Linked DNA regions of Triticum aestivum: region 2 is linked to region 1. A link is a contact called in public Hi-C data. All regions are on one chromosome and are shown on one strand. The core of a region is the stretch at or near the end of the contact, and the rest is flanking DNA. Distances in the headings are between cores, read along the strand shown. Region 1 holds the start of LOC123071557. Region 2 holds the start of LOC123071558 (sister chromatid cohesion protein PDS5 homolog A-B).

Region 1 (4,863 bases), core at 1,484-3,983:
ACCCAAAACATAATAAATAATCATAGAAAAACATGATGCACAATGGACGTATCACATACCACCACTATTCCACACACGATATTTGTATTATATTGTATCTTTACTTAGACAACACCTAATTTTTATGTTGACGTTCTTCGTTATCTTGCAAAACCTATCCTTATATACCCACTTCTAGTTTTATTTCTTGTTTCTAGATAAAGCAAACACTCGGTGTATGTAGGGTTGTATCAGTGGCAAATGGGATCCGAGAGAATGTTGATATTACCTTTAGCTCCTTGTGGTTTCGACACTCCATACTTACCACCTACATCAATGAAAAGCGCTACGACAATTCCTTGCACTTGGGGATTATCAAGCTCTTTTCTAGCGTCGTGGGAAGCAATAACGTAGGGTGAATATTTTATTTGCACCTTTATGCCTGGCTTAATCGCTTTAAAGAAAGTGCTGTCTGGGAGACAACCGGAAGTTCTAGAGAGCCTTTTTCTTTTTTTGTGTGCCTTTAAACTTTTTAAAAACAAAACAAAAAATAAAGAGGGGAACTTAAAACTTTTTCAAAATAGAAGTGATTGGAAATTCATGCATTGAAGAAGTGAGGGTCAACCTTGAACACTTGTGTTCATGCTCATTGAAACAATGTAAATATTTTCATGGAATTTTCTCATAAAAATAATTACCCCCTTATATAAACCATTGTACCATAAAAATAAAGCGCCAAGGTTTGCCTTTAGGATGTTGCAATTGTAATTTTATTAGGTTTTGTGCAGAAAACAATATTTGAATTTCATTCTGTAATGGAACATGGTAAATTCGTGAAAACATGGTAAATTCATGAAATTTTTACGTTGTATTTAATTACAAATTCTCTGTTACTTCCTTTTCCAGTATTTTATAAGTTACAAAAGTATGCCTCTTAATTAGATTAATATAGACTCTTTTGATTTTGACAAATTGTTGTCCTGTTTTTGTTATCTGTTTGTTCTAGAGTTTTCATGGCATATATTGGGGGATATAAATTGTGTAAATGATAGTTTACAATAGCTAATACCTAAATATAATTATGCAACTTGTCTTGACAATACATTATTGGGTGATTTATTTTTATGCATACTAACCTATCTCATGAGGTTTGTTAAGTGCGAATGAAGTTTTTAAGATCAAGGTGAGACAACAACATGAGAGGAATAAGTAGTAGTAAGCATCCAAGCTTGGAGATGTAACAAATTGATGTCATTGTGAGAACATGCCCTGCCGAAAAAAGAACACCAAATTCAGAGATCTTGTGATGCAACAACTTCAAGTATGACCATGCAAGGTTTAACATGTCCCTTATACTGCCTTACCAAGCAAATAGACAGTTCTTCCACTCCGAGTACATACAACCTATGCTTCCAAGCATTTCCGGAAAGCCTCTCGATTCATTGAGCGCTAACAACCGGCTGTATCCGCAACATTTGGTCTCTCAAGTACTCGAGAGAAACACTCTATCCGCAGCTTTGCAGAACAAGAACAATGACTCAACGCATGTGGACTCACTCATGCGCGAGTACTCATTAACAAGATCATTGGGAACTCCCTCTGTAAGCATCCGAACAACTGCAACACATTTATGGTAAGAGGAGAAGCCAACCTTTCCAAAGGCATCATACTTGCAGTTGAAGTAATCATTATACCTCATCACTCCTTCCTGAATACGGTTGAACAATGATCTCACCATCCGGAAGCGTAGCTAGAAAAGCTTCACAGAGAATAGTGGTTTTGTGAGATCGGAATAATCGTTATAGAGTAGGACATGACCATTTTCTCTGTTACGAGTCAACCCAGAAGCATGGCTCGGGATCAATCCCCTAAACAATGGTCCCTGCCTCGCAATGTGCCCATTGACGATGAAAGTAGCAACCACACAATCATCATCGTCAGGCGATGATGAACATATGATGTTATTGTAAAAAAACACATCCGAGCTATCTGCCATGATACTTCGAAGTGATGACTCCGTATCTCAGTAGACAGCAGCGGACAGCTCGTCCAGTCAAACAACCGAACACCTTGTGGGCGGGGACAGAGGCGAGCGTGGACGAGTCATGGCCGGTGAAGGGTTCCGTCCTTGGCATGTTCAGGCAGCAGGGCTGTCGAACCCCGCGTCCTCCGGCGGTGACAGTGAAGGTAGCAGTGGCATGCCTGGGGCTGCCGGCAACCCTGGGCAGGCGTGCCTTGTACTGCTCTGTTGGCGGCAAGAAGCGGCCACAACGTCGACAGAGTGGACGCCGGTGGCTGCGGTGGCGGTGAGGCCGTGGATGGGTGCGTCGACGAGATCTGGGGCGGTGGCGAAGAGATCAAAAGTTGGGCGGCGACGACGAGAGCAAAGAAGACGAGGTGATTGTGGTGGACGGGGGAGAACGGCATGTGTGCCACCGTTAAACGGGCCAGAAGAGAACGCCGCGGGTGTCCACTGCGTGTCCACGAGGACGCAAATTCACTCTGCTGCAAATGGATCCAAGCAAACAGCAATACTGACATCAGTTTTTTGTTAGATGGACGATCCAAAGTTGCGAGCGGCTGGAGCGGCACGCCAGCATCGGAGTCAGCACTGCGGATAACCCATTGTCGCCACAACCAAACCCCACTCGGCAGGCGGCCGGCCGTGTCTGCCCAGAGGCCCCCTCGTGGGTGGGGTCCACGCACCACACGGCCGGCCATCTCTTCCCGGTCTCTCTCCTGCTAGAAGCGTCGTCTTCGTCGCGCTCCGCTCCACTACTCCCCCCAAACTGCTGCCGCCTGCATCGAAGCGAAAACGTAAACAACCCAGACACCGAGACACGGCCCTCTCCAATGGAATCCACGGAAGGTCCACGACGCCCCGCTCCCCGCCACTAGCCCACTGACCCCACCGCCACCACCACGACCACCACCATGCTCCAGCTCCAGCCTCCTCGCTTCCTGCCGCTCCCTCGCTCCCGCCTCCCTGGCCGCCGCCGCCGCCGCGCGCCCCCGCCCGTCCTCGCCGTCCGCTCCCAGTGGAAGCTCCCCGATGTCGACACCGGTGGGCGCCCTCCCTGAAGCCCCCGATAGGTCGTGCCCCGTGCTCTCTCTGATCGCTGCGGGCTTGCTGTTTCGCAGATGCGGTGCAGGAGCGGGTGCGTTCGTGGTTCTCCCGGGCGCGGGGCGCGGTGGTGGACGTCACGCAGGCGGCGCGGGAGCGGGGGAAGCGCAAGGAGGAGGCCGATGGGAGGAAGAAGCAGCGGAAGGAGGAGGTGGAGGAGGAGCCGCTCGTCGCGGTGCCGGAGATCACCCTGGAGCGGCGGGTCGGCCGCGGCTGGCTCTCCGTGGACGCCATTGTCGCCATCGAGCAGTTTGCTAGGTATGTCAAGCGACCTTGCACTTGCTCTGCCCTTCGGGTCAATCTGTCGTAGATGTAGAATAAATGCCCAGATTCATTCTGTTAATAAAATGACTACCAGTTCGTTTCCTGACTATCATAATGTTAAACGATTAATAAAGCCACAAACTGCGTTTCTCTTGGACTCAATTGACAGGACGCTCGTTGGTGATATCATATGAGGACTACTCTGAACCATGTGCTGTAATAGATAGGATCATCTTAGGTAGAACCATCCGGAATTGTAGTGTAGATGTTGCAAGAATATTAAGCCTTCTCTTGGACCTGGGGATTTTTAACTTCTAATTGCTGTGAAGTTGCGGTGTTCCAAGCAGGCTTTCAGTGGATAAATTCAATACTACAAAATAGAAACCCTTTAACCAAGTTTGGTCTTGCATTGTTGCGGCAAATGAGGAACAAGAATTTTCTGGAATACAATGGGATGAAACACGCATAGCATAGGAAGCAGAAATTTCTCTGACCGAATTGATGTAAACTAACCAAACCAGTACAAAGAATAACTGGAAGACGTTTGCTTCCCTTGTTTAATTTTGCATGAGATGTCTTGGGAATCTCAGTTTCCCATCAAAATTCCTCTCCCAGGTCTGTGAGCAAGTAACAATAAAATGGGGATCCTTAATGGATTGATTTCAATGCAAATCAACCAAATTAAACAAGAAAGGAAGGATCGATAAATTGATCAAACTAATGGTCAGTGATGACTATGATGACAAATTGAGGATGTGGATCAAAACTTGGTGTCGCTCAGCCCACTAAGGAAGTGGTTGTGGGCGATCTTGTCTCTGGCCTTGCTGGCGCTCTCAGAATGCACAAGGTTCTTTGGCACTGTCTCGTCATTGATGACATCACACTGTAGCTCTGGGCCCATCTACTCCCCATTCATCTCACATATATTGTGCAGCACACAACATACGCCGATCACGGTAGGGAGATCCGAGATCTTCATATGTGCGCACTTTTGCAGGCACATCCATCGTCCCTTGAGTCGTGCAAATGCATCCATGGACATGTGCCGGAGCTTCGTGACCTTCTCGTTGAATGTATTTTGTTCCCTTGTCAGGTTTTGGTGTGTGTATGGGATGAGAAGCCAGTCCATCAGTAGCTAGAGCCGCCGACCACCCATGACCCAATCATTATTCCGTTGCCGCCATGCTGCTGCAGAAGCGAATTGCTGAGGACCTCATCATCATTCATGCTTCCAGGCTAACCGATGTATACATAACTGAAAATGCCGTTAGGGTCGACGGCCCCCTGGAGGGTGGTGGAGTAGGAGGGCTTCTTGTTGCGCTTTGCGTGATTAGGGTTGTAGTACTTTCTGGCCCACATTTGCGGTTCGATGATTGGGATGTGGGTTGTATAGATGACATCAACGACGTCTGGCATGCTGGAGATGGCCTTAAGGGCCAGTTCTTTTGCTAGTTTTTTTGGCTTCCAGAATAAGCTGCCCCCTACCTAGCTTATTC
Region 2 (4,863 bases), core at 1,137-3,636, 290 kb before region 1:
CACTTGTGGTTACTTCTTACATTTACTTTGTGCAAGCTTTATTTGTGTTGTATCATTTACTTGCTCGTGTTGTTGTTGTTGCTAGCATCATATAGGTTGCTCACCTAGTTGCATATCTAAACAACCTATTTGTTGCTAAACCTAATTTGTTAAGAAAATAAAGAAATTGGTAATTGCGTATTCACCCCCTCTAGTCAACCATATCGATGCTTTCATAGGTGTTACTTTTGCCCATTCTTCCCTTTTCTCCACACACATCATATTTTTTGATAAGGCCACCTCATTATCCTCACCACCACCCTTATTCTCACTATCTGGTTTCTTCCACAACATGGATTCATTTCTAGTCTTAAAGCTGCCCCTTGCACCCGAGCTGCCACTCTCATAGGATCCACTATTAATTCTATCCCAAACTTTACTCTTCTCCGCCATGTCTTGTTGGTTAGGTCCAAATTGTCCCCCCTTCTCCCTTAGAACCAAATTTATATGCGTCATTTGTGCGCGAATGCTATATATCGCTTATAGGACTGTAACATCCATCTCGCCCGTAGTGACGACGTGTTTGGGCCGGCCAATAACGCGTGCGTGCGTTCGGGTCTGATTTCCACCGGTTTCTTTGTTTCTTCGTAGGTTTTCTTTGATTTTTTTATTTGTTATATTTTGAGTTTTTTTTCCTTTCTTTGTTATACTTTGTTTTTTTGTTTCTTCTTCGTTTCGTTCGTTTTTCTCTGTTTCTTTGTTGGTTTTTATCAATTTTCTTTTTTTAACACATGTATATATTTTCTCAGTACACAATGCACATTTTTAGTGCACATATGAAACATTTTTCTGACACACATTGGTCATTTTTCAAATACATGATACATTTTCTTAATATATGTTTTGAGCACTTTTTGGGTTACACAGTAACATTTTCCAAATAAGCACTGGTATATTTTTTATTGGCAATATTGTTTTTAAGCTACGCGGACATTTTTTTGTATAAATATTTTTTTAATGGCAAGTACATTTTGTTGAAATGCGAGATTTTTCTTTAAATATCACATACATTTTAAAATGGCAATACTTATTTTTTAAAGTATAAAAACATTTATTAAATGGCATGAATATTTTTTGAAGACACAGGAATATTTTTAAAAATGTCACATACATTTTTTAATGACAATACACATTTTTTAACCTACACAAACACATTTTTACCTTTGTATAATCATTTTGTAAATGTCATGAATATCTTTTTTAGAACAAAAAAAATATTTCTTTTAAATGTTAAGTATATTTTTTAATGGCACACAATATTTTTTATACAACACAAACATTTTTTACATAACATATACATTTTAAAAAGATTACATACATTCGTTTGAAATATGGGAACATTTTTTTGAAAATCTATCAGCATTTTTAAAATGGCATTAACATTTTTTAATACTGTCTAATTATTCTTTGTTTCCATGTTTTTTAAAATTAAGTAAGTTTATTTTTTTAGAACACATTCATTTAAAATACAGATAAAAAGAGAACATGAAAATAGAAAAAATGAAATTATCACAGCATCATCATGATGTCAGCATGACCATACTGGTCCCTACTTTGCCGGCCCATCACTGGCTCCACCAACTACAGCCGACCCCCCATTCGGGAACAATTAACCTTGGCTGGGGGCCTACATTTGTTCTACATGCCATGCCACTCGCTTTGGTTACGGGTGGATTAGCCTCGATGAAGCTCTTTGCTTTGTTTGCAGACTCACCCGAGCCCAAGTTGTAAGCATGCAAAATCTCATTAAGATGGTATGCACTTCGTCCATCTGTCTTTTCGTAAAAACCAGACAGTCATCTGCAAAAAGAAGATGAGACACCCAGGGCGTTGGTTAGGTCCAAATTCTTCTTCCGTAGTCCCAATTCTATATGCGATATTTGTGCGCGGTTTATCCAGAATGGGCAAAGAACCCGCGGTGGGCTAACCTGGGCTAAGGGCCTACATTTGTTCCACATGCCACGCCCACGGGCGGATTAACATCGGTGGATCCAGCCCAGCTCTCCGATGCTCCGAGCGCGGGAGCGGTTTCCCCATGGGCGGGAAACCAATTTGGCTGGTGCCTTGTTCCTCCAGATTCCAGACTCCTCGAGCATGTTATTGTTATGAAAAAATATAATAACTCCTCGAGTTTTGCAAACCTAGCCTAAGATATCTCTTGCCCGTCACAAAATTGACGAATGTACTATCCGGGGGCCTTATTTATTTTCATATTCGCTCCCCTAGCTAAGCAAAATACAACCTGGGTCCATGGTGAAAATGTTGCTGGCAGTGTGGCAGGAGCGTCGTGCGTGCGCCGAGGGTGCAACGGCAAAAACCCGCCGTCCCCGTTCCGACCCCTTCCCCACCCCAACACCCCCGCCCCGCTCTGAGACGGACTGCCTTTTTCCGTACTCGCAATTCCATCCATGGCCTCCCCTCCCGGCCCTCACCCCCAACCCCACCGCCTCCTAGCCCACTAGCCTAGGGTTTCGGGCCCCGAGATCGTCGTCGTCGCCGCCGCCGCCGCCGCCGCCGCAATGTCTGCCTCGCCGGGGCAAGTCGTGAGCGAGGTCGGCAAGCGCCTCGCGCAGCCGCGCCTCGGCAAGGACGCCCTCGTCAAGCTCCTCAAGGTGACCGCCCCCGTCCGTCCCGCACCAGTCCTCCTCCGATCTAAACCCGCTCGCTTCCGTTCCTCGCGAGACGCTATGCTGCTTCTGGGGTTTTGAAATTGCCTCGAAGGGCACCGCTGATTTTAGTGTTTTTTTTTTTTGGGTTCTCGAACACTGACTGTAGTGTACCTGCTAGTGCTAAAATTAGTAGCTGTGGTTCGCGATTCCGCTCCAACCTTCATGGGGTTACGAGGGGCTGGCGAATTCGAGCACCATGTAGTATTCGTGTGATGGGGCACAGGGGCAGCGATGCTGAAGAGGTTGTATGTTCACTATGCTTATGTTTGACAGTTTGAGCAAAGCCTCTGAGGTGTTTAGTGTCAACTCGGCATGGATCTATGGTGTTTATCATTGCTCGAAACTTGTTTCCCCTCTGTTGAAAGAGTACCAGTACCGTTTATTTCCCTGCCAACTGGAGGCAGTCAGAGAACCTTCAGTTAATTGTCACATGTCTATTATTTCATCAGTAAACAATTTTATGAGCACTTGTTGTTTCAAGTTTGCCTGCTTTGTGAATTGGTAATATGAAGGAAGGTACTAGCAATGAAGATCTATGGATAAGGAACAAAGGAGATTTGATTTTTCAGGCTTCAACCATTCATTATCTTAAACCGTCAGTAACATTTGAGTATTTCGATCCATTTTACAAGATAAACAGGTTAACTGGAGATCAAGTGGGTTAATTTCGGTCCTTCCCTTTTTTCCCTGAAACGGATATTAGCCTTTTTTACTGTTATACGAGAATACAGTTTTGATCTGGTTGTACTGTACTTGTATTTTATCCAGCGTTTGCGGGAGTTTAGAGCAATGGCTTTGTACAAATACATTGTTGGATCTCTACCTGAACTGTTCTCTAGCCCCCATTAGGGGTTACATATTTGCATACTTTTGTTTAATGCATGTATACTATGACAACCCCTCCGACAGTTGAACCTTGAACCTAGTAGGACAGGGATGCAGGCCAGCTCACCGTAATCATCCAAAGGGAAAAGAGTAGCACATTAATACTTTGCAGCTTGACATTTTCTCTAATTGGTTGTTTCTTTTCATTATTTTTTCTCTGAATAAATTTGAATTTACTTCCATAACATGTTTTCTTATTATCTGCAGCAAGCTGAAAGTGCTTTATCAGAGTTGAGTCAGTCCTCCTCTCTGCAAGATGCTCTACGTCCTTTGAGTAAATCACTGGTCCAGAACACTTTACTTAGCCACAAGGACAAGGATGTCAGACTTCTTGTTGCTGTCTGCTTCATTGAAGTTATGCGAATCCTTGCACCTGATCCACCTTTTACTGACGAAATATTTAAGGTATCTAACACTTATGTCTTTCAAGCTTGGCTGTCACTGACTTCTTGTACCATTACCATTTAGTGTTGTGAAAATATGAAGCACTACCTAACAGCCATATTTGTCAGATTATTTCTGTAACATTATCCATTTTCGATTTTTGAGTTATTTAATGTCAAAGAACAATTGGAATAAGGACCACACTCCTATAACACTATGTCAATTGCTTTATCTCAGGAAATATTTAGGCTCTTCATCAGCGAATTTTCAGGGCTTGCAGACACCGGGAGTCCATATCTTACGAGAAGGATGAAAATATTGGAGAATGTTGCTGCGCTTAGATGCTCTGTAATTATGGTTGACACTGGTTGTCAGGACTTGGTTCTTGATATGGCCAAAATATTCTTCTCGGCAGCAAAGTAAGACTAAATCTACTGCTCTTGTTGTTATACGCCTATATTTTGTTACAACCAAGAATCAAGCTTAATGCTCATTTGTCAGTACCTAACTTTCAATTGTAGATACATTGGTCTTACTCATACTGTGGCTTTGATTTGAAAATCATGAGTACATTTTTTCACTTATGTCCTATCAATCGGTTTCTTTTTGTACCGTCTTCCCATTTTGAGATTTTGGAATCGTGAAATCAAGGCCTTGAATACTGTGCATCACATCATCAAGATCTCCAATACTTCTACCGCAAACTGTAAATATGCAGTGCTATGTTTGTTCTTCCATTGAGCTGGGTATTACGGAGAAAGCTATGAACTCTCAAATCGCCAGGTTTCCATTTCCATTTATCACAGTAAATGTCAGTGTGCACTCTCATGTTTGCTGTAGAACTTCTCAATTCTTAATGCGATCTCATGGGTTCCTTATCAAGTGC

What was found. Hi-C and Micro-C count contacts between places; a contact is called where the count stands out from the background.
Region 2: a contact with region 1 is called in a Hi-C map of leaf, with 4 times the contacts expected there. The contact joins the promoter of LOC123071558 here to the promoter of LOC123071557 in region 1. A contact is called at or near these places in 3 of 5 Hi-C or Micro-C datasets (all in leaf).

Annotation. Positions count from the first base shown.
Region 1 is chr3B:665,030,662-665,035,524 of IWGSC CS RefSeq v2.1, reverse strand. LOC123071557 reads left to right here and starts at 2,733. Exons shown (of 11, transcript XM_044495133.1): 1 at 2,733-3,043; 2 at 3,121-3,361. The coding sequence starts at 2,914.
Region 2 is chr3B:665,323,498-665,328,360 of IWGSC CS RefSeq v2.1, reverse strand. LOC123071558 (sister chromatid cohesion protein PDS5 homolog A-B) reads left to right here and starts at 2,386. Exons shown (of 28, transcript XM_044495136.1): 1 at 2,386-2,651; 2 at 3,801-3,998; 3 at 4,215-4,396. The coding sequence starts at 2,559.